2 separate regions of the Mus musculus genome follow, and region 2 is linked to region 1. The links are chromatin contacts, called in public Hi-C maps. All regions are on one chromosome and are shown on one strand. Each heading gives the region's core, a stretch centred on a gene start, on an enhancer-like site or on the middle of the called end of the contact. The rest is flanking DNA. Distances are from core to core; before and after follow the strand shown.

The links. Hi-C and Micro-C count contacts between places; a contact is called where the count stands out from the background.
Region 2: a Hi-C map of liver shows a contact between it and region 1, with 2.3 times the contacts expected there. The contact joins the enhancer-like site here to the promoter of Pcca in region 1. A contact is called at or near these places in 4 of 39 promoter capture datasets (the 3T3-L1 cell line, hippocampal neurons, liver and 1 more), 6 of 484 Hi-C or Micro-C datasets (brown adipocytes, embryonic retina, embryonic stem cells and 1 more) and 2 of 9 other capture datasets (adipose tissue and liver).

What each region holds. Positions count from the first base shown.
Region 1 is chr14:122,532,634-122,535,782 of GRCm38.p6, reverse strand. Pcca (propionyl-Coenzyme A carboxylase, alpha polypeptide) reads right to left here and starts at 1,455. Exons shown (of 24, transcript NM_144844.2): 1 at 1,324-1,455. The coding sequence starts at 1,416.
Region 2 is chr14:122,601,442-122,604,590 of GRCm38.p6, reverse strand. The region is part of intron 6 of Pcca (propionyl-Coenzyme A carboxylase, alpha polypeptide); the gene reads right to left. Among named protein-coding and RNA genes, the nearest start is that of Gm46487, 27 kb to the left of the region's middle. Within about 2 kb of position 1,675, at least 6 of the 459 cell types and tissues checked have an H3K27ac peak or open chromatin away from gene starts, as enhancers often do. A contact at or near this core is called in liver, where this site is marked.

The DNA.
Region 1 (3,149 bases), core at 206-2,705:
AAATATAGAAAATGTGACTCCAAAGACCTTACCTTCTCACTGCAGGTAATTTCATAAGAAAATGTGTAAAAGTCTTAGCAAGAGCAAATGAAGATTAAGTGATTACAGGATGATAAAAGTTAAGGAACAAAATCCGTGTGGCATTACAAAGAACAATGAGAGCCAACTTTTCAAGGCTGACACAAGGGAGAACCTTCCAGCTCACACTGCCTAAGTGGGCCTGTTTGCATTTCCTTAAAAAGAGTAAAAGGCTGAGCACAGCAGTACACTCTACACTCAGGAGTCAAGAGGCAGGGAGATCTCTGTGGCTTTGAGACCAGACTGCTCTACACAGAGTGTTCCAGAATAGCCAGGGCTACACAGAGAAACATGTTTCTCAAAAAAATAAATAAATAAAAAATAAAAAAAAATTTTTTAAAAGAGGCAGATCATATCAACTCAAATTTCAATGACCATAAACCAAACGCTGTAGAAAATAAATTTTTAACTTTTTCTACTGAGAGATAGGGAAGGATTTGAGCCTGGCCTTAAACTCACAATCCTCAGCCTTTCCAATGCTGTGATTACAGGTGCACACAGCACTACACATGATTGCACGGCAGGGAAGATTAGCAGGCACACTCAACCAGCTTTCAAGGGGTTTTCAGGGGTCATTCATTTTTAAGAAATCTGCTCAAGTGAATTAGTAAGTGTACTTTAAAAGTTGGGGAAGTCAATGCTGGCAAGGCATTCAATATATCCCATATGGAAGGAGAAAGGAGGTTAACACGAATTCCCAATCTGTGAGTCAAAATGTCACCATGACATCCAGGGTGAACCACAGTTTCTAATCAGGCTAAGCAGTTCTTAGGAAGAAAAATAAATTCAGACGGTGCATTTCTCACGCGTTACAATGGTGTCATACAGTTTAAGCAGGATTTCAAGTCACACGTGTGCTCTGTTAACAATCTTGACTTAGCACAGTATTTTCAAACTCACAGCCTTAACTATTCAAACAGCAATTCATGATGCCCCTTCAAAGTCGTTGCAAAGACAGCAAAAGAACATGTGGACTCTTAACAAGGGCTCTCTAGAAAGCTGCAGGAGAAACCAGCACCGCGAGACTCTGGGATGCAAGCCCGAAGGCCATCCCGAAGGAGTGCAGGTAAAGCTCGGACCACTTAAGCCTGTCCCTCGGATATGCGCGTTCAAGAGATGCCCAGTGGCAGGACAGAGTGTGAGTGCAGCCTGGTCAGGGCCCGGGCCTGGGGCAGCCGGGATGAACCGCGGGTGTCGCCTGGGAACCCGGAGCAAGCAGGCCCACGCGAGCCCGGTTCTGCTCACCTTCAGCGTCCCCAGCAATTGCTGCTGCGAGGACCGCCGCCAATGCCGCCTGGCCGCCAACAGCGCCACGGTCCTGACCCACTGCCCCGCCATCGTCCACCCCGCAGACTTGCCGGCTGCTGACCTCTCACCCTCGTCAAGGGGCGGGGAAGGGGAGTGCCCGCGGGACGGCCAATCAGGAGCCTTGAGCTCTAAGCTCCGCCCCCTGGCGAGTAGGCTTGGGAGGGAGCTGGTCCGACTGCGGCGCAGAGCCGGTCGCCTAGGGCTTACGCATATGGGATGAGAACCGCACTAGGACCCGGAGGGAGCCGACCAAGGCGCTCCAGCAGCCAGTCCAACTCCCCTACTGCTGAAAAAGCTGACTGGAGCCTGCTTTTGGCTTCCAAAGAACCAACGTTGGCCAATCGGGTGCATCCATGCTCCTTTTAATTTCTCGGTGGATATTTTAAAGTAGATCTCACCAATAACCATCTCTGTATCAGGACTGGTGCTCACTTACTTCGCCTGTCCTACAGAATTAACTTAAAACAGTCAGGAAGCCAGGCTGCAACATGTAGAGGTCTAGCCAAAAAGACAATTCGCAACATTTGCGATTGGCTGAGAAACTGAAAGTTCTTACCAAAGTAGGAACATAAGTAGCAAAAATTACCTGTTTCACCAGCGCCAGAGGCATTTTCCTAGTCAGGAAACCCAGTTTCCCTTCTCTTTCCCTCTTGCTACTTTCATCACCATCTTTGTATTTAGTTTGTAGTTTTAAAGTCCTGTTTTTACTGCAAAGATTCCTTCAGTGAAAGGGGCCTGTAATAGAAACTACTTGGCTCTATAAAGGGACTTAATCACGGAGCCTGAGGACCTAAGTCTGATTTCTAGGACCTAAATCAGAGGAAAGCACTAAGTTCCACAAGTTATTCTCTGACCTCCATATGCATGTCATGTACACACACATGTACACACATACATATACACACAAATAATTTTTCCATCTGAGAAGTACAAGTAAATACATTGAAGAAAAATTATAATATCCAATTGTAATTTTTATTTATGTATACTTTTGTGTATAAGTGCCTGCATGACTATATGTGTACCATATGTGTGCCTGGTGCCTGCAGAGGTCAAAGGGCATCAGATTCTTAGAACTGGAGTTACATCAGTTGTGAGCCACCACGTAGGTACTGGGAATCAGTGGTTTGGTTTTTTTTTTGTTTTGTTTTGTTTTGTTTTGTTTTTAAGATTTATTTATTTATTATATGTAAGTACACTGTAGCTGTCTTCAGACACACCAGAGGAGGGCGTCAGATCTTGTTACGGATGGTTGTGAGCCACCATGTGGTTGCTGGGACTTGAACACTGGACCTTTGGAAAAGCAGTCGGGTACTCTTACACACTGAGCCATCTCGCCAGCCCCGGAATCAGTGTTTTTAACTGTTGAGCCATTTCTCCAACACTGATAAGATCCCTGTAAGCAGCCCATGAAATGCCTGTCTTGCTCTCAACTTTGTCCCTGAAGAGCAACCATAGGAGATTCTTGGAGCTTTATGTCAAAGAGACTCTCTCATTCTGGTAATAACTTACTAGATAAGAATATTAATCCGATTATGGCAATTTTCAAAGTTCTCAGATATGGTTGAAAGCTCCAACCCCACCCTCACAATTCTGTCCACAATTATTTTCATGGAAGCAAAGGGGAAATTTTTAATTACCACTGTCCTTAAGACTGATATAACTAGCTAGTCCGTTTAATTATAATCTACGAGAACAAGCAACATTGTAACCACTATTGTTCGGAAAGCTACTTCTAAGGATAAACTTAACTCTTTGTGTCC
Region 2 (3,149 bases), core at 426-2,925, 69 kb before region 1:
TCCCTCTCTCCCTCTCTCCCTCTCTCCCTCTCTCCCTCTGTGTGTGTATGTGTGTGCATGTGTATGTTTGTCTCATATACAAACACACACACACCTCTGCTATGTTGACCTTCTGCTTGAACAAGACTTTAGGAAGCAATCTCACACTTAGTCTTGTAACAGAGACACAAGCAGGTGTCATGTCTACTCAAGTGAGCTTCATAGTCTGTCAGCTCCTCTGCTGCCCTCTGACATCACCCTGACCTACCCAGCCTTCCGGAGTCATGAGGGACAGCATTTTTCCTCCCACTGCCCAGGTCAGGAGCCTCCTCGGAGCATAAAAGAAACTGTTTTGTTAAGAGCAGCAATTGTGGCACCTGCCTGAATCAAATACTACAAAACCAGCCTGGTCTGCATATACTCCAGGCCAGCTAGGGCTTCATAGTGTGAACCTTTCTGAAAGAAAGAAAAAAGGCCATAAACATTGGAACCAATGTGTACTAGGAGCTGACTCTTCTGCCTCCAGAAGTTTTCTGAAGCCAAGCTATCCTTGTCTTCTGATATTCCTCAAATCCCATGGCCTGAACAGACAGTTGTGGCAGCCAGCCATCATCATCAAAGGAAACTCCCTGTCCCAGCACTGGTCTTACAATAAGAGCAGTTGCTGTACTTTAACCCCTGAATTTCTAAAAACCTTTAAGATTAGTAACAGAAAGCTCTTTCTATTCCCAAATCCAATACAAGTGATAGTTATAGAAGGAATAAAAATTTAGAACCCAATTTGTTCCTTGAGGAATTAATTCTGGGCTCTACATTATTATGTGTGTGGGTTTTTCCTGAACACCTATTCTAGCACTCACTACCACTGCTGCCCACTCTAACTCTCTCTTTCTCTATCCCAAGCCCCAGAACGCATGCATGCCTGTTCAACACCATTGGTAAGTCCCTCCTACACACACTGTCTGTCTTAGTCAGTGTTCTATTGCTGTGAAGAGATACCACGACATTTAACTTGAACTGGCTTATAGTTCAGAGGTTTAGTCCATTATTGTCATGGCAAAAAGCATAGTTGCATACATATAGTCATGGTACTGGAGAAGGAGCTGAGTTCTATATCTGGACCAGCGGGCAGCAGGAAGGGAGAGCAACACTGGGCCTAGCTTTATCTTCTGAAACCCCAAATTGCACCCCCAGTAACAGGCCGCCTCCAACAAGGCCACACCTCCTAATAGGGCCACTTCCTGTGGGCCTATATTATCCTGATTCTCAAGTGAGAACCCAGAACTTCAGAAAGCAGATGTGAAAGTCACTGTGAGCACTGGACTTTGGAGAATATGTATTTCATTTAATAATAGTCACAAGCATATAAATTAGATTCACTTATAAGATCAGAGCTATCTAGTAGAATCTAATAGGCAATAGGGTTCTTAAGTTACAAATATCTAATTTTATTAATTTTACATAAAATTCCAGATAAATTATATAAAAACAAGATTAAATTAAAAGAAATATGGCTATCTTATATATAAATTGTTTTTTAATAAAGAGACATTAAAACATGGTCCAAAGCAAAAGATGCCTTACATATAACAGTCACTCTGTATTTCAAACGAAACTGTCCACCCCAGCAGTGGTCACAGGAAATGCCATGATAGCCTTCCTCCTCCAAGTTTGGTGCTTCCAGCATTGGCAATGGCAGCCAGCACTGAGGTACAAGTCCATAGTCCATTCTCACAATTATTAACAATCCCCTTGGGGCTTGTCAGCAGGGGTTAAGTTAAATCCTTATGTATTGAGAAGCACATAATTTGAAAAAGGTACAGGGCCAGTGAGCCTTGACGTTATCAGGCATTGAAATGCTAGAAAAAGGTGTTTTGTATAGTTTCACTAAAAGATCTAAATATTCTGTTATTTCTGTATTTCACTTGTTTTCCTAACTGTAAAAACAGCTCAACTTGGTCCTTACAATTAATATGCCATTTATCAATCACATGTCTAATTTTGAGCTTATTTGCCAAGCACTCACAATTTTTACCACAATCTACATGTAAACATATGACACAGATTTCTTTACCCAAATTATATAACCCAATAAGTTTCCTGGTGGCAAAATGTGTCATTACATAACACACTCATCAGGTGTTCTTACACAAACAGAAAAAACAGAAAGAAAAAAAAAAAAACAAAAAAAACAACTAGGTTTAACTGAAGTCCATTAATACTGAAAAACCAATCTCAAAAACATTGGTAGAAGACCGAGTCAGCTTTAAAACATGACTCTACCCCAAACATATTAAAAGAGAAACTCTACCCTCACACAATTAGGGGAGTTATTACATCTCTATCCTGGTGAATTTTCAAAGGCTTTCTGTAAAGATACTTTTTTGGTCATGTTCTCATTTTGATAACTAGGAAATTAGAATTTAATCTGCATAACAGCAGTATTTTCAATCTAGCTCAGTTCTAAGAATATGTGGAGTCTCAAAGGAACTGAGTTCTCTTATCCTTAGATTGATGTAGATAAATGGTAAAAACAGAAATAATCCTTTTCTTTTCCAACAGGGACTATGTAAACCTTCCCACTCTAGGAGTCAGTCCCTAGTCACTTTCAGATGCCTCAAACTTTTACAATAAAGAATTCAGCTAGAGCCTTCGCTAAACAAGGAGTCAACTCCGTAAGCAGAAGTCACATTGCCTCACTTGACCTACAGAGAAAGCATCACTAACCCTAGATAGACGTTCATTCTGCAAGAGGCATGCCAGAAACTGCACATCGAGAACTGACAATGGATGCTATCCTGACACTCAGAGCCACAACGGCTCTATCACCTTTAGCCCTCCGTCCTGGTAACCAGAACTCTGTTAGATTAGTCAGCATCCTAGCTAGCACTTCCCATCTGTACAGCTGCTGGAGGTAGTGCTTACTGACAACTGACAAGCTGCTTAGCACTGCAGAATTTGATAATTCATGTCTTACCAAATTTTTACTGACTTGGAAGAAAATAAAACACCAATTAAAAGCAGATGTCACTTTTAATGCTAACTGGCTGAGAAACTTAGAAATTTTAACCCAATGTGGACACAGAACGGACCCAGCTGACAGTTTGGACAGCTAAGTATTCAAAGTTTCTGAAGTCCCAGGACTTTGAAAGTGATTTTCCAGAACTTAA